3 separate regions of the Sus scrofa genome follow, and all the other regions are linked to region 1. A link is a contact called in public Hi-C and HiChIP or PLAC-seq data. All regions are on one chromosome and are shown on one strand. Each heading gives the region's core, a stretch centred on a gene start, on an enhancer-like site or on the middle of the called end of the contact. The rest is flanking DNA. Distances are from core to core; before and after follow the strand shown.

Region 1 (2,905 bases), core at 379-2,878:
ATTGGGGTCAATGTACCTTTTCAAATTATGGTTTTCTCCTGATACATGCCCAGGAGTGGGATTGCAGGATCATATGGTAGCCCTAGTTGGTTTTTATGGGGGGCGGGGGGCATGCTCTCAGCATGCAGAAGTTCCTGGCCCAGGGTCTGAACCCACACCATAGCCTCAACCCAAGCCATAGCAGTGACAGCACCAAATCCTTAACCTGCTATGCCACAAGGGAACTACTTCATTTTTGTTTTTTAAGGAATCTCCATACTGTTATCCATAGTGACTGCACCAGCTTACATTCCCACCAACAGCGTGGCAGGGTTCCTTTTTCTCCATACCCTCGCCAGCATTACTATTTGTAGATTTTTGGATAATGGCCATTCTGACCAGTGTGAGCTGATACCTGATTGTAGTTTTGATTTGCACTTCTCTCATTTCTCCTCTAAAGGCAACCCAAGCTGGCTCAGGGCACTAATGGGCTGTCTACTTCTAATGGTCCAGAGAGAGTCAACACTTCCCTACTCCTAATCGAAGCCACACCGCCCCACATTGATTTTCGAAAGTTCCCTTCTTTTTCTCTGAATCCTTACTCCCTCCAGTTCATTAAGTCTTTGTATGGTGAGAGGGCTTAAAAAAATTTTTTAGTCCAATATATAGTACTCTTCTTAACTTTGTGGTCCATGGTCTATGCCTTGAATCTTCATGTGCAAATTCAAACTTTTAAGGAAAAACAAAAACAAACAAAAAAACCAAAACATGTATCTTTTTGTCAAGTACCTGGCTTTTGCAAACGAGAAATAACTCCAGCTTTCTGACCATATTGCTTTTATTATAACTTTAACAATGGATTTTGAAATCCAGGCTCTATTTGCTCTCCCTGCAAGGCAATGAAGCCCCTGGGTGGAAGGCTACAAGACGAAAAGAAAAAAGTGAGAAAATTCTTGGTTTAAAATGTGCAAATATCATCCAGGTATGTAAGCACAGATTCTTTTACTTGCTCTTTCCCCCATGCCAAAGAATACATGAAAGGAAAACACCATGAAATTTCTCTAGTCTTTTAAATTGCCAGATTCCCACATATTTTCACCCCTCTAAAGCTTTAGGGAAATAGGAAAGAAGAGCAAAACTAGAAGCAAAATCCCAAGCTTCAACAGTTCTCTGTGCCTATGCCTTTTATGTCATTTCATTTGGCATGGCAGGAAAAGTGGGCACTATTGATTTCATTTACTAGCTGAATTTTGCTTATTCCAGTATGCATATAAATTACATGGCTTTTTCTTTCTTTTTGCTTGTTTGATTATTGTTTTTTGTTTGTTTGGTTGGTTTTTGTTTTTGTCTTTTTAGGGCGGCACCCAGGGCATATGTAAATTCCCAAGCTAGAGGTCTAATCAGAGCTACGGCTGCCAGCCACAGCCACGCCAGATCTGAGCCGTGTCTGCGACCTACACCAGTTCATGACAACTCCGAAAACTTAACCCACTCAGGGAGACCAGGGAGGGAACCCGCAACCTCATGGTTCCCAGTCGGATTCGTTAACCACTGAGCCATGACGGTAACTCCTATTCTAATTATTTTAAATTCAAAATCAACAAATATTTAGTGAAAGCAAATTTTATTATTTCGTAATTTATCATTATGTTATCACTTATCTTTTTATTAAATTTTATTAACCATAAAATACCCAAATGCCTAATATTATTGGAAATAATATTGGAAACAACAGGCAAGCCGGCAGTAATGATTTAAGTGTGGACACTCAAATATTTAAAAAATGCAAAAAAAAAAAAAAAAGAAAAAAGAAAGCTTTAAGAGGGGAAGATTTGAGGCGAAGAGACAAACGCACTTTCCCAAGTCGCCTCCTGACCATCGACCAGCGGGGCTACTGTTTGTTAATCTAAGGAGACACGACAGAGACTGCAGGTCCTTGGCGCAGCGTTTAAGTTACTGACTAAAACCCACCAGAGGGGAAGACGTACTGCCCGTGCTGAACTGCGTAAACCAAACCCAAGTCTGTAGGGCCAGGACTAGTTTTCAAAGACTGGGCTCCACAAGGCAACCCCGAACAGGATTAAATATTACCTTATTACCTTTATTATTAGTACAATTTAAGTTAATATGCGCCCGCACATTCCTGAATGCCCCGCGACCCGGACTGCCTCGGAAGGCCTCGCTTGTCTACACTTGTCTACAGAGCTGGAAGCCGTTTTCTGCATAATGGAAATTTGGAGCGAGTTTTGTTTACTCTGGCCCGCTCAAAATCGGCGTCTTACTGCCGAGACGCCCAGACCTCGCGTCCGGGCGGCGGCTAAAGTCCGGGAGGACGCGCCCCGCACGCGATAACTCGGCCCTCCCGGCGCGGGAGGGAGGCGGCCAGAGGGCGCGGCGTCACAAAGCCGACCGGAAACGAGGAGTCTTGGAGTCCAGACCGAGGGGGTCCCGGGCGACTCCACTGGCCGCGCGCCCTAGCGGGGCGGGAGGCGCACGCCCACCTCCCCTCGCCCCGCCTCCACTCCCCTCCCCTCCCCTGCGGCCGGGGCTGCAGCGCCGCGGCTGCTCGCGCGCCGCAAAGCGTCCTGGGAGAGCCGGATCACGCCGGAAGGACGCTTGGGCGCTCGGCGGCGGCGAGGTTATAAAAGGGAAGGAGCCGGCGGCGGGCGGAAGTGGGCGGTTCAGCTGCTCTCGGCTCTGTTGTTTGGTGTTTGGGCCTTCCGAGGGGCGTTCTCTGGATAGCCGCCGGTGCAGGCCTCAGTGACAGGGCCGCTCGCCCGCGCTCCCCGCCACCTTCTCGGTGCAGCATCCGCTCCTGGCCTCCGCGACCCTCAGGCCCAACATGGCGCAGGAGGTGTCGGAGTACCTGAGCCAGAACCCGCGGGTAGCCGCCTGGGTGGAGGCGCTGCGTTGCGACGGCGAGACC
Region 2 (2,928 bases), core at 121-2,620, 810 kb after region 1:
AGCAAAGGTACCATGTGCTGGACACCATGACAGGCATCACGCAGACAACTGTGAACAACACAGATGTGGCTCTTACCTTCCTCAATCTTAGCGACAAGATAGAGATACTGCAAACTGACCCGTATGTCTCCTCCAGATTTTCAGACTCTTCCCAGATTCACTGGCCTTACTCTTCAGCCTTGACCCCATGGTCACTAATTTCAACTTTTCTTTTAACTGACATTCCTAGTTCCCCTGGCCTTTCATTACATTTGCCAAATTACCACCATTACTAATATACTTTGGAGTGTTATGGAGTTTAAGAACTATATTCACAACAATGAATATAGTTTAAAATAATAATTTTAATTGTCTTCACAAAAACTGTCATGTGGGGAGGAAAGGTTATTTCACAGATGAGAAAACAGGGATTCAGAGGTAAACTAACCTGTATGAAATTACAGAGTTAATAAATAGCAAAGCTGGGTCTCAACCAACCATCCATCTTTCTTCTCAACAAGAACACATTTCTTGAACAAGCGACTTGTGGTCAACTGTAATTGTTCACCTCCCACCTTCATTCACTCCTCAACTTGCCATTTCCCTCTGACAGTCCCTCACTCCTGTACTGGTAAGTTTCTACTTTCACTGGGGGAGGGGGGGGAGGGACTGCGGTTTCCCATGTATTACATTTATTTAAGTGTGTCATACTACATTTATAATTACATATATTAAGGGTGTCAGTCAAGCAGTGCGTTTTATTTGCCCTTAAATACAGGTATTCGTCCAAGGTTGTCTTCAGCGCACATTAACAATTATGAGCTGAAAGATCATAAAAATAGAGATCCCAGGCCCAATTGAAACCAAGTGCAAAACGCTAACTAGCTTGCAAGAAGCGCGCCCGGATTTCCAGGTTAAAACATCTGCCTTGCAGACTCCTAAAACAATATTCCAACTCCCCGAGAAATGCCTGCGAAGATATAAAGAGAAAAAAAAAAAAATCCGCTACTCCAACAAAATCCAGAACTGTCAGCCTCTTTTACGCGCAGGGAGGGATGGGGGACACCTCCCAAGACGAGCTTACTGCAACCAGACAAGCGCAAGCCGCGACCACCTGTGTAAGGCCTGCATGAAAGACCCCTCTTCCCGGTCAGAAAAGCCAAGCCCGTGCACTCCAGAAATCGAGGCAGCTGCACACCAGAAATCTCTGCAGCAGACTTGCTGCTTTTTTGTGACAGAAAAAGAAAAAAATAAGTGACTCCAAACCGCTTCCCAAGCAGCCAACAAACCCCTCCCACCTTTAACTTTTCTTGGACTCGCAGAGCCACTGTTATTCCGGAAACGCCCCGGCAGGAAGTAGAGCCGTGAATGCGGCAGCACGAAGCATCCTGGGAGTTGTGGTCCACGCTCAGAATGCGCAGGCGCAGAGGTGGCCGCCCAAGAGCAGAGCCCGACGGGAATGGTAGTTTCTCCTGCGTTAACCTAGCGTAAGGGTGTCCAAAGGTCAGACAGATGCAATTTCGCGAGTTCTCATTTCAGACAGCAGGGGTGCCCTCACTGAGGGCCTGTAGGTCTGGGAGACTTGGTTTGGGAAATGTGCCTGTCGTCTGACGTTCGACAGTAGATCTGAGATGGATTGAGATAGCCCTCAAGTGGACTGAGTGGAGCGAAGCACAAGCCGTAAGATCTGCAAACTGGACTGTGGACTGTGCGGGAACACTGTAGAATTAAGGAGAGAAGCCGTCTCAAAGACTCAGAGAAAGAACGGACTTCAGTGTTATTTACCTCATGAATCAGAAGAACATTTTGGAGAAGGATACCGAAAAAAATTACATATATGACATGCAGGCCAATGAAAGTATGGCACAGTCTGAAAGAATATGCAGCAAAATATTAAGGTTCATTTTTTTTTTAATAAGGGATTTTTTTTTTTTTTTACACTTTTATGTATTTTCTGAATTGTCTACAAGGGCTAAGTATTCCTTTTTGGTATAAAATACTGCAAATATGAAGTAAAATATATAGAGTAATTTTTTTTTTGTCTTTTCTAGGGCCACTCCCGCAGCATATGGAGGTTCCCAGGCTAGGGGTCTAATTGGAGCTGTAACCGCCGGCCTACACCACAGCCACAGCAACGCGGGATCCAAGCCACGCCTGCGACCTACACCACAGCTCAGGGCAGCGCTGGATCATTAACCCACTGAGCAAGGCCAGGGATTAAACCTGCAACCTCATGGTTCTTGGTGAGATTCGTTAACCACTGCGCCACGACGGGAACTCCATATAGAGTAATTTTTAAAGGCCCTGGAATCTACCACAAAGCTTTGTCTTATTTACTTCCTCCCTCCCTCCCTCTATTCCTTCCCTTCTTTTCTCCTATGCTCCCTCTTTCTTTCCTTCTTTCTAAAAAAAAAAAAAAAATTACTAAGAAAAAAACAATAGAGAGATGTCCCTTATTTAGTCCTTTCTCTGCTGTGTGGAAATACACACACACTCTGAAGGGTTTTTATTTTATTTTATTTTATTTATGTATGTATGTATTTTTTTGTCTTTTGTCTTCTTGAGGCCGCATCCCCGCATATGGAGGTTCCCAGGCTAGGGGTCGAATCAGAGCTGTAGCCCATGGCCTACACCACTGCCACAGCAGCTGGGGATCTGAGCCGGGTCTGCGACCTGTGTCACAGCTCACAGCAACACAGGATCTTTAACCCAATGAGAGGGGCCAGGGATCAAACCCATGTCCTCATGGATGCTAGTCCAGTTCGTTAACCACCAGGGGAACTCCTGAAGAGTTTTCAGTATATTTCTGTTTGTGTATCCACACACACGTGTATGTATTGTAGGTTTTTCAGATCGGTGGTGTCATACATACTGTGTGAGTCATTATGTAATTTGCTTTTCTCATTGCTCTGCATCCTGTGTTTTTTAGATTTATCAAAAAAACCACAA
Region 3 (2,907 bases), core at 3-2,502, 880 kb after region 1:
GGAGGATCAGCCCCAAGGGCCAGAGCTTGACCAGCTCGCCTCCTGCCCTCAGGTCATCTTTTCTCCGAGCCCATCCTCTTCAACTTCTTTCCGATTCAAATTTCAGTCTCAGATCCCCGCTGCCTCCCGCAACCCGGGTCCGAGTTCCTACCACCCGGCCTCAGCGCCCCCGCCTGGCCTCCCGCACTTCTCCCCGGATTCAGCGACCGGGTCAAGCCTCCCGCTATCAAGCTTCGGCGTGCTGACCCAGTTCTACCGACTTCCTCTTTTTCCACCAGGCTTCTGGATCTTCGTTCATCCACCAATCCCCTGGGCTCGTTGACTCCGACTGGGTCTCCGCTCCCCAGCCTCCCGTTGCCGGTTCCACATCCCGGTGTGGTCTCCCGCCACCCGTGCGGCCCAGCCTATCTTCAGTCCAGCCTCCCATCCCCAAAGCTCGGCATTCGCAGCCGGGTCTCCGCTCCCCGGCCTGGGCTCCCATCTCCGGGCTGGGTCTCTGGATCTGCGGGATTCAGCTCGTCCCCGCCCCCGTCGTCGTGGCAAAACAAAGGACCTACCGCCCGAACCCTGCCCGTCTCCCTGGAGAAGCTGCAGGCTCGCGCAGGTCCCCGGGGCGGGCGTTAGGTTTGGAGGGGTGGAGGGATCCGGCCCAGGGCCACCGCACAGAGGAAAGAATCTTGGAAGGCATCACTCACCGTCCAGCACGCACACCACAGTCACCTTCTCTCTCCCCGCCAACTCTGCTTCCGCCGCCGCAAAACTTGGAGTTGAGCTCCGCAGCAGACCCCGCCTCCAATGGCTCCGCCCCTCCGCTCCGCAAGCTCCACTCAAAGCCGACACGTTAGTCAGGCCCCAGCTCGCCCCGCCTCCCACCCCCTCAACCCCCGAGAACCCGCTCCCCCGGAGAACATCGTCCCTTCGGAAAACAGCTCCCGGATTCCCGGCTCTCCGCGTTAGCCTTTCCCCGCCTCCAGGAATGCAGCTCCCTTAAAGTCCTTGCCAGGTCGGAGAATTTCGTCCTCTCACAGGCCCCGCCCCGCACGAGAGCACCGCCCTCTCAAGGCCACGCCCCACACGAGAATACCGCCCCTTCGCAGGCTCTTCCGGCGAGAGAACGTTGCTCGGCGGGGAACACTAACCCTTCACCGTCTGGCGAACTCCTGCCTTCTCAGCTGTCCGCGCCCGCCTTTCCCGGCCGCCGAGAACGCTGCTGACAAGTCCCCGCCCCGCCCAAGAACACCGTCCCGTCGCGCTCCCTGCTCCCCGCCTCGGTCCCGCCCCCGCTCCAGGTTTGAAGATTCGGTCCCGCCACAGTCCGCTGGTCGCAGGTTCCGCCAGCCGCTGAGGACCCGCGGGTTTCCGCCCCAGCGTAGGTTTCTGGAGGTAACGGAGGGGCCCTGAAGGCCGCACAGGACCCCAGAGGCAAAGAGAAGGGAGCCCCGGGCGGGCGCTCCTGGAGGAAGGGAAGCCGGCCGCAGCCTTAGGTCACCCCCATCCCTGTACCTAAATCAAGAGCTCTAATCGCCCTCCGTTTGAACCCCCAGCCTATTTGGGGTCACGAACTCTTTTCAGACCCGGTATCATTTTCGCACAAGGATATACCAATGCAATTGAGCAGGCTATTCTTCGCCAATTTCAAGGGGTTCATGACATCCTGACGAGTCCGGGCCCCGGTGAAGGACTAGTCCACTCCCCACACTTTGTTCATTTGGATATCAATCAGGGGCGATGTTTTGTGCACAAATACACTTCGTTCTGTGTACGGCTTGTGTTCGTGGAGTGCTCATCTGTGCTCTTACCTTTTCTTACTCTTTCAACAAGCCCTGGAGGTAGGAATTACAATTCCCACCTGGGCTTTAAAAGGCTAATTAGTTTGCTCTAATTCAGTTACACGAGTTAAAACTCACCTCCCAAGAATGAAACCTAGGCCTTTATCCCTCCCATATTGAGAGAGGACCGTGTTTGACCTTTTTCTGCTGCAGTAAAATAGGAAGAGTAGGACACATTCCCAATCTCAACAGTGATTAGCATGCAGTTATTCATAAGGAAGGCAGTACTGTACCATTTTTTTTAGCTAGTGCTGTTATGTAATAGTGAAGCCCAGACCCCTTTCTTACTAAAATGAAACTTCTGTTGCAGCAGCAGCAGCAGTTTTCTGTTGTTATGTAAATTACACTTAAGAGAAACTTTAATTATAGCAAAACAGTTGGCTGAAGGCAATGTCTTCTGACTTAGTCTGATGATTTCTTTTTAGCAGAGGTGTCAGAGGTGGCAGAACTTGAACTGAGCCTCGAAGGGGAAGACTTTGGCAAAGGTGAGTGGGGTGTTGCAGATGAGGGAGGGAAACCATACTTTAGGGCTCTTGGAGTGAGCCAGGTGCAGGCAATGGTCATTATTCATTTGGTGAGAAGGCTGAACAACAAGAAATCAAATAGGTAGCTGGTTTACGGCCAGATCCTGGAGATTTTGGACTTGCTGAGGTAAACTCTACTGTGCATTAATTATGTGATGCTCTGCATCATTAAGGCATGTCCTTGAGGAAATGTTAAGAAAATAGTCTTAAGCGTGTTTAATCTGGCCGAGTTAGGCTCTTTGGATGGGATATCTTGTGGGGATGGTAAAAAGGTGGAACTGGAAAACACAGTGTATCACTAGATGTTTTCTTCCCTTCGGGAGATTTTTGGGAAATATGGGTAGTTTCAAGCATAGGCAGAATGACTGAGGTAGGAAAAAAAAAGTCAGTGAGTATATTTAGTTTCTTAAGGTATTATTCATCTGGGAAGTAAATTGTTATTACTGTAAATGAAATTTAATCACATACTTTATTACAAATACTTTAGCAGTGGAAGAAATAGTATAAATGTATTACAGGCAGCCAGGTGTTATAAAGGGAATTATATTAAGAAA

The links. A called contact is a pair of places that touch in the nucleus more often than the background predicts. HiChIP or PLAC-seq counts read pairs in DNA pulled down with a chosen protein or histone mark.
Region 2: a contact with region 1 is called in a Hi-C map of psoas muscle, with 4 times the contacts expected there. The contact joins the promoter of IRF2 here to the promoter of CDKN2AIP in region 1. A contact is called at or near these places in 2 of 47 Hi-C or Micro-C datasets (epiblast stem cells and psoas muscle) and 1 of 2 datasets of contacts at active chromatin or transcription factors (alveolar macrophages).
Region 3: an H3K27ac HiChIP or PLAC-seq map of alveolar macrophages shows a contact between it and region 1. The contact joins the promoter of PRIMPOL here to the promoter of CDKN2AIP in region 1. A contact is called at or near these places in 2 of 2 datasets of contacts at active chromatin or transcription factors (alveolar macrophages and skeletal muscle).

What each region holds. Positions count from the first base shown.
Region 1 is chr15:44,883,975-44,886,879 of Sscrofa11.1, forward strand. CDKN2AIP (CDKN2A-interacting protein) reads left to right here and starts at 1,629. Exons shown (of 3, transcript XM_021074832.1): 1 at 1,629-2,905. The coding sequence starts at 2,822.
Region 2 is chr15:45,691,871-45,694,798 of Sscrofa11.1, forward strand. IRF2 (interferon regulatory factor 2) reads right to left here and starts at 1,371. Exons shown (of 12, transcript XM_021075622.1): 1 at 1,278-1,371.
Region 3 is chr15:45,763,009-45,765,915 of Sscrofa11.1, forward strand. It overlaps PRIMPOL (DNA-directed primase/polymerase protein), which reads left to right and starts at 1,253. Exons shown (of 15, transcript XM_021076332.1): 1 at 1,253-1,383; 2 at 2,255-2,314.